2 separate regions of the Capra hircus genome follow, and region 1 is linked to region 2. The links are chromatin contacts, called in public Hi-C maps. All regions are on one chromosome and are shown on one strand. Each heading gives the region's core, a stretch centred on a gene start, on an enhancer-like site or on the middle of the called end of the contact. The rest is flanking DNA. Distances are from core to core; before and after follow the strand shown.

Evidence for each region. A called contact is a pair of places that touch in the nucleus more often than the background predicts.
Region 1: a contact with region 2 is called in a Hi-C map of liver, with 5 times the contacts expected there. The contact joins two enhancer-like sites. A contact is called at or near these places in 2 of 5 Hi-C or Micro-C datasets (blood and liver).

The regions. Positions count from the first base shown.
Region 1 is chr15:57,823,031-57,828,065 of ARS1.2, reverse strand. No RefSeq gene overlaps it. Among named protein-coding and RNA genes, the nearest start is that of HTR3A, 18 kb to the left of the region's middle. Within about 2 kb of position 2,360, at least 1 of the 5 cell types and tissues checked has an H3K27ac peak or open chromatin away from gene starts, as enhancers often do.
Region 2 is chr15:57,547,017-57,552,602 of ARS1.2, reverse strand. No RefSeq gene overlaps it. Among named protein-coding and RNA genes, the nearest start is that of TRNAG-CCC, 22 kb to the right of the region's middle. Within about 2 kb of position 1,557, at least 2 of the 5 cell types and tissues checked have an H3K27ac peak or open chromatin away from gene starts, as enhancers often do.

The sequences.
Region 1 (5,035 bases), core at 1,111-3,610, 270 kb before region 2:
GCAGGAGGAAATGACGATCCGCTCCATTATTCTTGCCTGGAGAATTCCATGGGCAGAGAAGCCTGGTGGGCTACAGTCCAAGGGGTGGCAAAGAGTGGGACATGACTGACCGACTAAGCACACCCACAAGCACACAATAGTTGCCTTCTGCTGAGCAAAGACTGGGCTAAAGATGTTTATCTTGATCCTGCTTATCCTGTTTATCCTGACTTTCTCAGGATGATCCTGGCAGCCTATGCTTGGGAGCCTGATCTTGGGATCAAAGCTGTTCCACTGCACTTTCCACTTGGACTTGCTGGGCCAAGTCATACAGTCATGGGCCAGTCATGGGTCTCATGTCTCAGGCCAGAGAGAGAGAGAAAGCAAGCTGGATGGTTTGGCACTTCCGTGCACCGCTGATCAGTAAGTGGGTGGCTATTGACAAAGTGTCCAACCAAACAGCTAGTAAGACACTCATCAACCTATTGATTCCCCATCTCCCCCTCCCGACTTTCCACCCACAATCAATGGAGCAACAGAGCCCAGCACTGAGGCAGCCAATTAACCACTTAGAGAATGAGCCGCCATGTGTAACATCGTCGGCTCCACTGGCCACAGCCAATCAGCTCATCGATCCAGCAACCAGGCTGTGCTGCCCAGGGAGGGGAAACTGAGGCCCGGGGCCGAGAAGCCCCTGGTTTACTCACTCCTGTCCATCAGTATCGATCTTGGGTGCCGCCCAAGCAGACCTTTCCCCTGCCTGGGATATGAGAACACGTGGAAGCTCCCTCCACCTCTGTCTCTCCCAGAACTTCCCTTTTTCCTTCCTCAGCCACTTCTGCTCCTTCCCTCTTTTTCTGTCCTAGGCAGAGAGAGAAAACCAAAAACTACCCATGTCTTTTCTCTTATCTTTCTATTTTTATTTTTAATTTTTTTTTCTTATTTAAGCCAATTGTCTTTTTTTTAACTTTTAATTTTATATTGCAGTATAGTCAACAATGGTGTGATAGTTTCAGGTGGACAGCAAAGGGACTCAGCCATACATATACATGTATCCATTCTCCCCCAAACTCTTCTCCCATCCAGGCTGCTGCTGCTGCTAAGTCACTTCAGTCATGTCTGAGTCTTTGCGACCCCATGGATGGCAGCCCACCAGGCTCCTCTGTCCATGGGATTTGCCAGGACGTACTGGAGTGGGGTGCCATTGGCTACCGTATAACATTGAGCAGAGTTCCCTGTGCTATTCAGTAGGTCCCTGGTGTTTATCCATTTTTAAATATAGCAGCATGTACATGTCCGTCCCCAAATCCCTAACTGTCTCCTCCCCTGGTAACCACAATGTTCCTTCTCTTAAGTCTGTGAGTCTGTTTCTGTTTTATAAATAAGTTCATTTGTATCATTTCTTTCTAGATTCCACATATAAGTGATATCATATGATATTTGATATCATGATATTTGATATCATATGATATTTCTCATTCTCCACCCAAGTCTTTAAAAACAAGTGCTTCTGAGAAGAGCCCAGTTCTGTTCAGTTCAGTTGCTCAGTTGTGCCCCACTCTGCGACCCCATGGACTGTAGCACGCCAGGCCTCCCTGGCCATCATCAACTCCAGGAGATTACTCAAACTCATGTCCATTGAGTCAGTGATGCCATCCAACCATCTCATCCTCTGTTATCCCCTTCTCCTGCCTTCAGTCTTTCCCAGCAACTCTTTTCAAATGAGTCAGTTCTCTGAATCAGGTGGCCAAAGTATTGGAGTTTCAGCTTCAGCATCAGTCCTTTCAATGAATATTCAGGACTGATTTCCTTTAGGAAGGACTGGTTGGATCTCCTTGCAGTGCAAGGGACTCTCAAAAGTCTCCTTCAACACCACAGTTCAAAAGCATCAGTTCTTGGGCGCTCAGCTTTCTTTATAGTCCAACTCTCACATCCATACATGGCCACTGGAAAAGCCATAGCCTTGACCAGACAGGTTCTCTATAGCTCATCTCCACTGCTCTTCTGCAGCCTTCTCTACTCATCTACCAACAGTCCCAATTCTCACCTCCTTTCCCATCCGCACTGCTTTCCAAACCTGTCATTTCTACTCAGAAGACTGCCTTAAAGGACTTGAAAGCGCCCAGCCTGGGCGACCCAGCCCTGCATAGGGGTCCCAGCTGTGGAGCTCACCGCCCGCATCTCAGCGAGGCTGCCTTTCCCGAGCGGCGGGGTTCATCTGCGTTCCACGACCCCAGCCCCCGCACCCCGCCCCCCCCCCGCAAGAGTGGACATTCCGCAGCTCTGGCGAGGGTCCAGGCGAGCAGCAGAACTCAGAGTCAGGGTTTGGGCTTAGGGGAGATTCCGCTCAGAGACCGGGAAGGAGAGTTGCCTGCTGCGGGGAGGGGGAGGGGGAGGGCGCGCCCCCGGAGAGGTGTGGTTCCGCACTCCGCAGCCACATCCCCGTCCTCCGCGCCCCCTCCCCCCTGCCAGACTCTGAATCAATACATTTTGAATCTAATCTAATAACAGAGATTTAACGAGGGGATAATGCTTGTGGAGCGGCCGGGCGCTTTGTCTCTTCTTGCAAGCGGCAGCTGGGGCCCATTATCTGGGGACAATGCCCCATGCTAATCACTCCCTCTCTCCTCCCGGGGTTTGCAGGGAGGGTGTTGGGCGAGAGAGGGCAGCTCCTCCCCTGATTGGAGGGGAGTAGAGGGGTGGGAGGGGGGAGATGACGTCGAGAAGGGTCTGGCCGGGGCCCCTCTCAATTGTCTTGGCCTGACACCAGCCCAATGGCCTGGTCCCCACACTGTCCATCCCGAGTAGTCAGGGCTGGAGCCCAAACAGCGCACACAAACAGCAGATAATTACCTATCAGCTGCAGTACCAGGGGCTGGGAGTTGGGTGGGTTTTGTTGATTTTTTTTTTCTTTCGTCTAACTTGGTCCTCTATAATTTAAGCTCTCCCATTAAGGCCTGTGATTGGCTGGCCCTGACTGTCACTGGTAGAGAATTAAACCCTGCTTTTAGAAACCAAGAATACCCTTCTCTGAGACAGAAGCCTGTCCACATGCTCTCTCTCTCCTATCTGGGACCTTCTATCTGGACTTGACCTGACGGAAGATGGGTGAAGGTTAGACTGCAGGAGAAACGTCCTGAGAGCCATATTCCTGACGTGCATGGGACTGGGAGCCTGAAAGGGAAGAATGGAAGCTTGTTTCCTAGAAGCCTTTGAAGAGAGACCTTTATGTAGGTTGGGAAGGGGCAAACCAGGGAGAAAACCGCATCATTTTCCTACCAGAGCTCAAGTTGGGAGAGACCCAGAGCTAGGACACCAGAAGTGTGGTCCCCCAATTCCTTTTGCAGTATATTTACTTGGTACAGTATGAGCATGTTGTGTGGAGTGGACTCCCCCACAGTGGAATTTTGGCCCCATCACATGCTCACTGTGAAACCTTGGACAAGCACTTCAGTCCTCCGTGCCTCAATCTTCTCATCTGAAAAATGGGTACACATTAGTACTGGCTCATAGGGTCTGTGGAGAAAGCTGATTTTCACACTCCCAGCTTGGTGCAAAAGCCTAGGGAGGTCGTGAGGCTGGAGTAGAGGGATGTTGAGTGGCATATGGACCCTTCCTTGATCTGCTCACATCACATTCTGAATGGGTGAGAACTTCTCCCATTTCCTTGTTGTCTCCGTTTTAGAAATGGGCAGGAGAAAGTGAGCTGGTCACTCGCTCACTATGAGGCCAGCTCTGTCCACACCAGGCTGAACCCACATCTCTATGTCCTGTTCCTTCCTGTCCCTTTTTCTCCCACTGTTACCCCCTCTGCCTTGCCCTTGAGCACTCCCAGGCTGCTTTGTACAGAGTTCCTTCGTACAACCACAGCTTCAAGTTCTCCGGGAAAGCCTGTGGCTACTGGGCAACACTTGGGTGGATTATCCTGATTCGAGTTGGATATCTTCCCTTCAGTTCCACCTCCTGTGTCCCTGTCTGCAAAGATAACTAGATTCTTGGCAGAAGGACACATCATGAGCATGACATTCGGAATCATAGGAGCGTAGGATTCATTTCCATGTGCCCTGAAGAACCCCCGACTCAAAGCTCAGGAAGAAGTACCATCCTGAAGGCCTGGCGTGAGACTTCAGCCAAGGGCAGCCACAACCCTGTCCTTCTAGACTCTGTCCACAAGGTGGCGGCAAAGTCCAGAAGTTCTATGGAGGGGCCTACGAAACACTTTTTGCCCCCACCTCCCCCCACCTCCCCCCAAATGCCCCATCTCCTTGGGAGTCTCTGAGTCACCTCTTCTCAAGGCAAGCCCCTTCTTTTGGCCAGCACCAAGGATCATGTTTCAGAGAGCTCGGTGCCCTGTTCTGATGCTCTGGGCAGAGGCTGTGCCCATGCTGATCCCTCAGCGGCAGCCTCTTTTGTTTCCGTACTCGGGCCTCAAGCCCACACCAAGCTGCACACCTAGTTTATTTCCCCCTTTCTGCTTGTGTGATGAAGATATCAATGCCTAATGGTGAAAGGAGCCGTTTTAGCTAAAACCGGTACACACACAGGTCCATGGAAGACTCTCCACGTTTCTCTGCTGCTGGTGTCTCTAGGGCCCCAATTCCAGCCCACATCACACATGATCTGAGATGATCCTCGATGGTCCTGGGAAGGGAAAAGTGAGAGTGAGGGGCTGCCCAGAGCAGGAGCCGGGAAGGTGTGGGCGGGGGTGGAGGTCAGTAGTTAGAGAAGGTGTGCCCTTGGAGACACTCATCCAGTGCCTCTGGGGTAAAAACCAGAGATGATGTTGGTCCTGAGCAGAGTTAATGGCATGATTTCTTCGCCCATCCCAGGGCAACAACCACAACTTTTTGCTCTTGCAGCGTGCTGGCTGTATGTATTAGTCTGCCGCTGCTGCGGTAACAAATTACCAATTTATTCATTCATTTCCCCTGTTGATTCTTTTTAAAATTAATTTTTATTGTAATATAGTTGCTTTACAATGCTGTGTTAGTTTCTGCTGTACAGCAAAGTGGATCCCCTACACATGTACATATATCTCTTCTTTTTTGGATTTCCT
Region 2 (5,586 bases), core at 308-2,807:
ACCCCAGCCCCTGCCCCTCACGTGGGCTGGCGGGAGGGCAGGCTCTTCTCTGGGCTGTGTTTGCTCTCCGGGGGGCGTCTCAGTGAAAGTGAACTCACTCATTTAAACCTGACTCTGCAGCCTTGCAGCCCCCTGCAGCGCTAATTACCCTGTAGCTCTAAACTGATTGCTGTACACTACGCTTAAGCCCTCCTTTATTTATTTACTGACTACATTAATAGGAAAGCCACTGCTTTCTGCAGCTCACGACTGTACCCGGCTGGCACCCCGTTCCTCTGCCACCACCTCTCCTTGGGGGCAGGGGGTTGGGGGAGGGGTTGGTGATACAGAGATACAGCCTGGAAAGCCCACCCTCTCCTGGAGATCCTGGGGCCACAATGTGAAAATCACAGCCTTCCCCCTCATACTCCCTGACCCAAGCAGGGGGCTGCTTCTCTTTTTCTGGTTCTTCAAAAGAGCAGGAGCACCCAACACCCTGCTTCCCCAGGGGGATCTGCTATTTGGGGGACTCTTGGAAGCCTCCCTTTCTTCATAGCTCCTGTGAGGTGCTGAGTGCTGGCTGCATTTTACGGATGGGTAAACTGAGACTGTAACTCGTGGTAGTGGCCGGTGAAGGTGAGCCTGGAAGCTGAGATCTGTCATTCCATCAGCTCCTTCTCTTCTCTCCGCCAGGCCACCTCTCTAGGTGACACCCTCCCACTCCTGGCCCGATCAACCCAGGTTGGACCATTTCCATTTAGTGATAGGTTTTTCACAGCTTCCACTCCTGTGTTGAATCAAAGCCTTTATCTCCCAGCTTTTTCTGCCTCATTCACATGCCTGCCCAGAATTTGCTGGAAACCTGGGCCCTAGAGCCTTTCCTTCACTCTCAGTAGCCTGTCCCAGGGCAGACCTAAGGCCAGCCTTAGCCAGAGGACCACGTCCCCCCTGCCATTCACACCTGGGTGGGTCTGGAGAGCGAGGCCAGCTGTGGGCTCCTGCAGGGTGGTGTCACCAGGCTGCCTGGCACTGTCTGCTTCACCAAGTGCCCTCAGGCCCCATGAGGCAGAGCTGAGCCCCGGCCTTGGGGCCTGGCAGCCAATGAAGCCCAGATGGGTCCCATCAGGGTGCAGCATATGGCCCCACGGAATCGAGCACCCAGCTCCACTCTGACTGATGTGTGGTGGCTGCTATTCTGGGCTCCCCCCAAGGAACAGGGGCAACTGAGTCCAGGCTGAAAGAATCTAGTGTCCAGAGTCAAGAGGACCTAGCTCTGAGGCCATTCATCGTGTGACCTCGACCGTAACTCCAAGCGACTCTGAGGTTCTCTGTCCTCAGCTGTAAAATGGGGTACAGAAATGCCTGCCCTGTTTACCTTCAGGACATTGCCAACTGAAGCAAGGCATGGGAATCAGCTTTCTAAACACCACGGTGCTATAAAACGAAAGCATAAATTAGTGGGGGAGGAGGGCAGTGGTGCTCATGGCCTGGGCATTCATTTCCAGAGCTAGGGCCCTGCAGCCAGGACCTGGGAGACTTGGGGCGGGTTCCTGGGCTCTCTGGCATCACTGGGACTCTATCACCACCTAGTGGACACTGACTGCAGGTGCCTCTACTGGGCAGGCAGGTCTGGAAAGTGACTGGGAAAGCACATCCCCTTGCAAGGAACTTGGGTTCTTTGGGGGCACCCTGTGCTATACCGAGTCTGAGGTAGGGCTTCCCAGGTTGTGCTAGTAGTGAACAACCCGCCTGCCAATGCAGGAAATACAAGAGACGCGGGTTCGATCCCCAGGTTGGGAAGAACCCCTGGAGGAGGGCATGGCAACCCACTCCAGTGTTCTTGCCTGGAGAATCCCCATGGACAGAGAAGCCTGGCGGGCTACAGTCCATGGACCAGGTTGGGCTTCGTAAGAGGAGAAAGTGGTCCAGTTTTACACCAGAAAGGAAATGCTAAACTACTTGGGAGATGGTGCAGTTGGATTTTCCAGAAGTTCACCCGAGTCGGTATTTCTTCCCTGATCCTTTTTCTCCCGGCTGAGCAACTGGCCTTGTCAAATCCAGCCCCTCCTGTCCCCAAAGGCTGCCATCAGCCAGCCCACACCCCAGGGATCCATGTGGCCTCATCTAACACTGAAGGAAGATCAGCCTCGAGGGGATCCAGCCCCTCAAAAGCTTTGCTGCTGGGAGAGAAGCAGGCAGGCCAGAGGGCTGCACAGGAGCTCAGAGGTCCCCAGCTCCATGCTCGAGAGCCTGAGAGGGGACAGCAAAGGGCAAGGGGCGGTGGGACCAGCTCTTACTTCCTGAGAACCTTCAGAAAGCCTAGGAGAGCCGTCATGGAAGGTTGCTAAGGTCAGTTCCTGCCTCTAAATAGAACCGCCCTTCTCATACAGCGGGTTGACCTGTGCCTGTCCACAGCACCTCTCTGGCTGCTTAATGCCTGAGTTCTCTGGGAGGTAGTGGACTCTCCTTGGACATTTGGGTCTACAGGGTATTTGATTGGAAGTGATCTTAGTGATTTTGCTTCTCTTCTTGACTCTTGGCACCTCTGACCGTCTCAAACGGATTCAACGGAATGGTTTAGAAGACCCTTCCCAACGTGGCTCAGATGGTAAAGCATCTGTCTACGATGTAAGAGACCTGGGTTCAGTCCTTGGGTTGGGAAGATTTCCTGAGGAAGGAAATGGCAACCCACTCCAGTACTCTTGCCTTGAAAATCCCATGGATGGAGGAGCTTGGTGCAGGCTACTGTCCATGGGGTCGCAAAGAGTCGGGCACGACTGAGTGACTTCACTTCACTCCCAACGCTAAACTTCTGAGATTCTATGACTCTTGCCAACTATGACGATCCTCAGAGCAAAGGATACCTCTGGCTCCACATCAGCTGTTAGCGCTTGTTTCTCCCTCCGCCTGGACTGGGTGAGCCTCAGTTTAGAGCGAGCGTCTAGTGACACCAGGTGGTGAGAAGGGGGAAACGCACGTTTGATGGTTGGTCTGATGGGCAGAGAAAGGAACAGGGAAGGGAGGGAGTCAAGAGGAGAGGAGCAGGAACCGGTTGGGGGTTGGACCACACAAGTTAGATTTGATTGATATCCACCTTATTCTCAGAAATCTCTTGCCATTTAGCATTCCTCCTTAACACCAGTTGTCCCAAGTGGCTGCACTTGACCTTTCCCTTCACTCCCCAGAGCACAGCTGAGACCAGCCTGTAACATTTAAATTAGATTTCTCTGAAGTCTCAAGGACAACAACAGAAAATAAGCACCAAGAACAACATACCATTAGCCCAGCTCTCTGCCTGCCTGCCTTCATGAGACCATGCCATCTTTAATCCCTAGGACCAAGAAACCCAATAAAGTGAGACCCAGAGTGAGGCGTCTAATGGATTACATGTCCATCCTATTGAAGGTCAGCCCCTCCTCCTGGGCTCTGGGTCTCATCCTCCCTTTTTCTTCCAAACCCTTTGCTTTTGTACTTTTCTCTCTGCTGCACCCATTTTCCCCTTTTAACCAGATTATTCCCATCAGCATTACAAATATGTTATCAAAACTTCCCCTGACCCAAAGTCCCTCTTTAGTTACCAACTGAATCCTTCTTTGAACAACAAAATTCTAGAGAGAATTTTGCCTATACGCATTGCCTTCTGTCGTTTTTCTTACAACATTTTCCTGACCTGGGTTTTATCCCAGTTTTACTTCATTAAAATTGTCTTGTCAAGGTCATCAGTGGCTCCCAAGAGACTAAGGCTACTTTGCTGTCTCCGTCTTGCTTGAGTTCTCAGCAGCTTTCTAGATCCCGGGCTCCTTTTGGAAACACTTACTCTCCTGGCTTTAGCCTCTCCCCCACAGCCTGCTGCTTCTCAGTCTCACTGACTCCTCTGCTGGAATTTTGGCTATAACAGTAGACTATCTCTAGCTGCTCCCCTGACCTTCTTGCCCTATCGACTGTCCCCTGTGGCATCCCCTTCCGTCACGTTTATACTTGCTAATGACTCCGAAATCTTTCTCCCTTGTCCTCAACTTTCCATTGAGTTCCAGACTAGTTACTTAATTGACACAAACACTTTAATATCAAACAGGCATCTCAAACTTACCATGTCCTTATCAGAAAGCCTGTCCATACGTATCCATGCCTGTTTCTTCCACTGGGTATATATTAAATAGGATAACACTAGTTGCAATAACAAATAAATCCAAAACACACAATTCCTCCAATATGTCTTTGTGTGCTCACTCAGTCATGTCTGACTCTTTGTGGCCCCATGGACTGTAGACTGCTAGGCTCCTCTGCCCATGGAATTTTCCAGGCGAGAATGCTGGAGTAGCATGCTGTTGCCTACTCCAGGGGCCTACCAGATGAGTTCATTTCTCACTCCTTTAGCTATCCGAAGGTGGATGATTGTGGTTGGCGGGTGGCTGTTCCCTACAGTCCTGTGGTTCGGCCATCCCTGGAGGTCTTGTCATCGTCTTCATCTTCTTGAAGAAGGGAAGACAGAGTCTGAAGGGAGTTTTCCTGCTTTTTAAAAGCCTTGGCCCGGTAACGATATGTATGTTTCCTGCTTCCGTTTCATTGGATTGTATTGTGTCACATGGCTGCATCTAAGGGCAAGGGGAACAGGAAAATGCCTTTCAGCCACGTTCAGAGGGAGGAGCGAGAGCTTTGGTGGAAAGCTAGAGATTCCTTTCGCAATTGTCCTTCTCCTCTGTTTACACTCTTCTGCCCGCATGTAAAACATTCCCAAAGAAAAATAACCCCCAATTCTATCCTGTCATTGCACCCGTTCCAAAATGCGGGGTCTCTGGGTGATGTTCAGTCTTCACCATCAGCTCTGTGAACTGAAAGCAAGTTACGTGTATCCCGCCCACATGCACTGGTACATGGCTAAAATAAATGACCACTGCCCGTGCTATGCAGTAATCGGTTTTCTCCCCTTCTTGGTTTAAATTAAGGTTATAGTTCCCCGGCAGTTAGGTGTGGCCAGATGACTGATGGCTAACAATCACGTGGGTAGAAGTCATTTGTATTACTGTTGGGAAGAGGATTTTAAAGACAGTCTCCCTTGTTGAAGTTTCCTGAAGCTCTCGTGACACATCACCACAACTTGATGACTTAAACCAAGAGAAGCTAGTTTTCCCACAGTTGTGGAAGACAGAAATCCAAGACCAAGGTGTCAGATGGCCACGTTCCCTCTTAAGACTCGAGGAGAGGATTTTTGGTCTCGTCTTCTAGCTCCTGAGGTGCCTGACATTCCCTGGCTTGTGGCAGCATCCCTGACTCTGTACGTGACCTTGGCCCTGTGTGTCTGCTCTGTTTCTCTCTCTTTTAAGGACACTCTCATTGGATTTGGAAAGTGAAAGTCACTCAGCCGTGTCTGACTCTTTGCCACCTGACGGACTATACAGTCATGGAATTCTCCAGGCCAGAATACTGGAGTGGATTGCCACTCCCTTCTCCAAGGGATCTTCCCAACCCAAGGATGGAACCCAGGTCTCCCACATTGCAGGTGGACTCTTTACCAGCTGAGCCACCAGGTAATCCCAAGAATTCTGGAGTGGGTAGCCTATTCCTTAGATCTTCCTGACCCAGGAATCAAACCAGAGTCTCCTACAT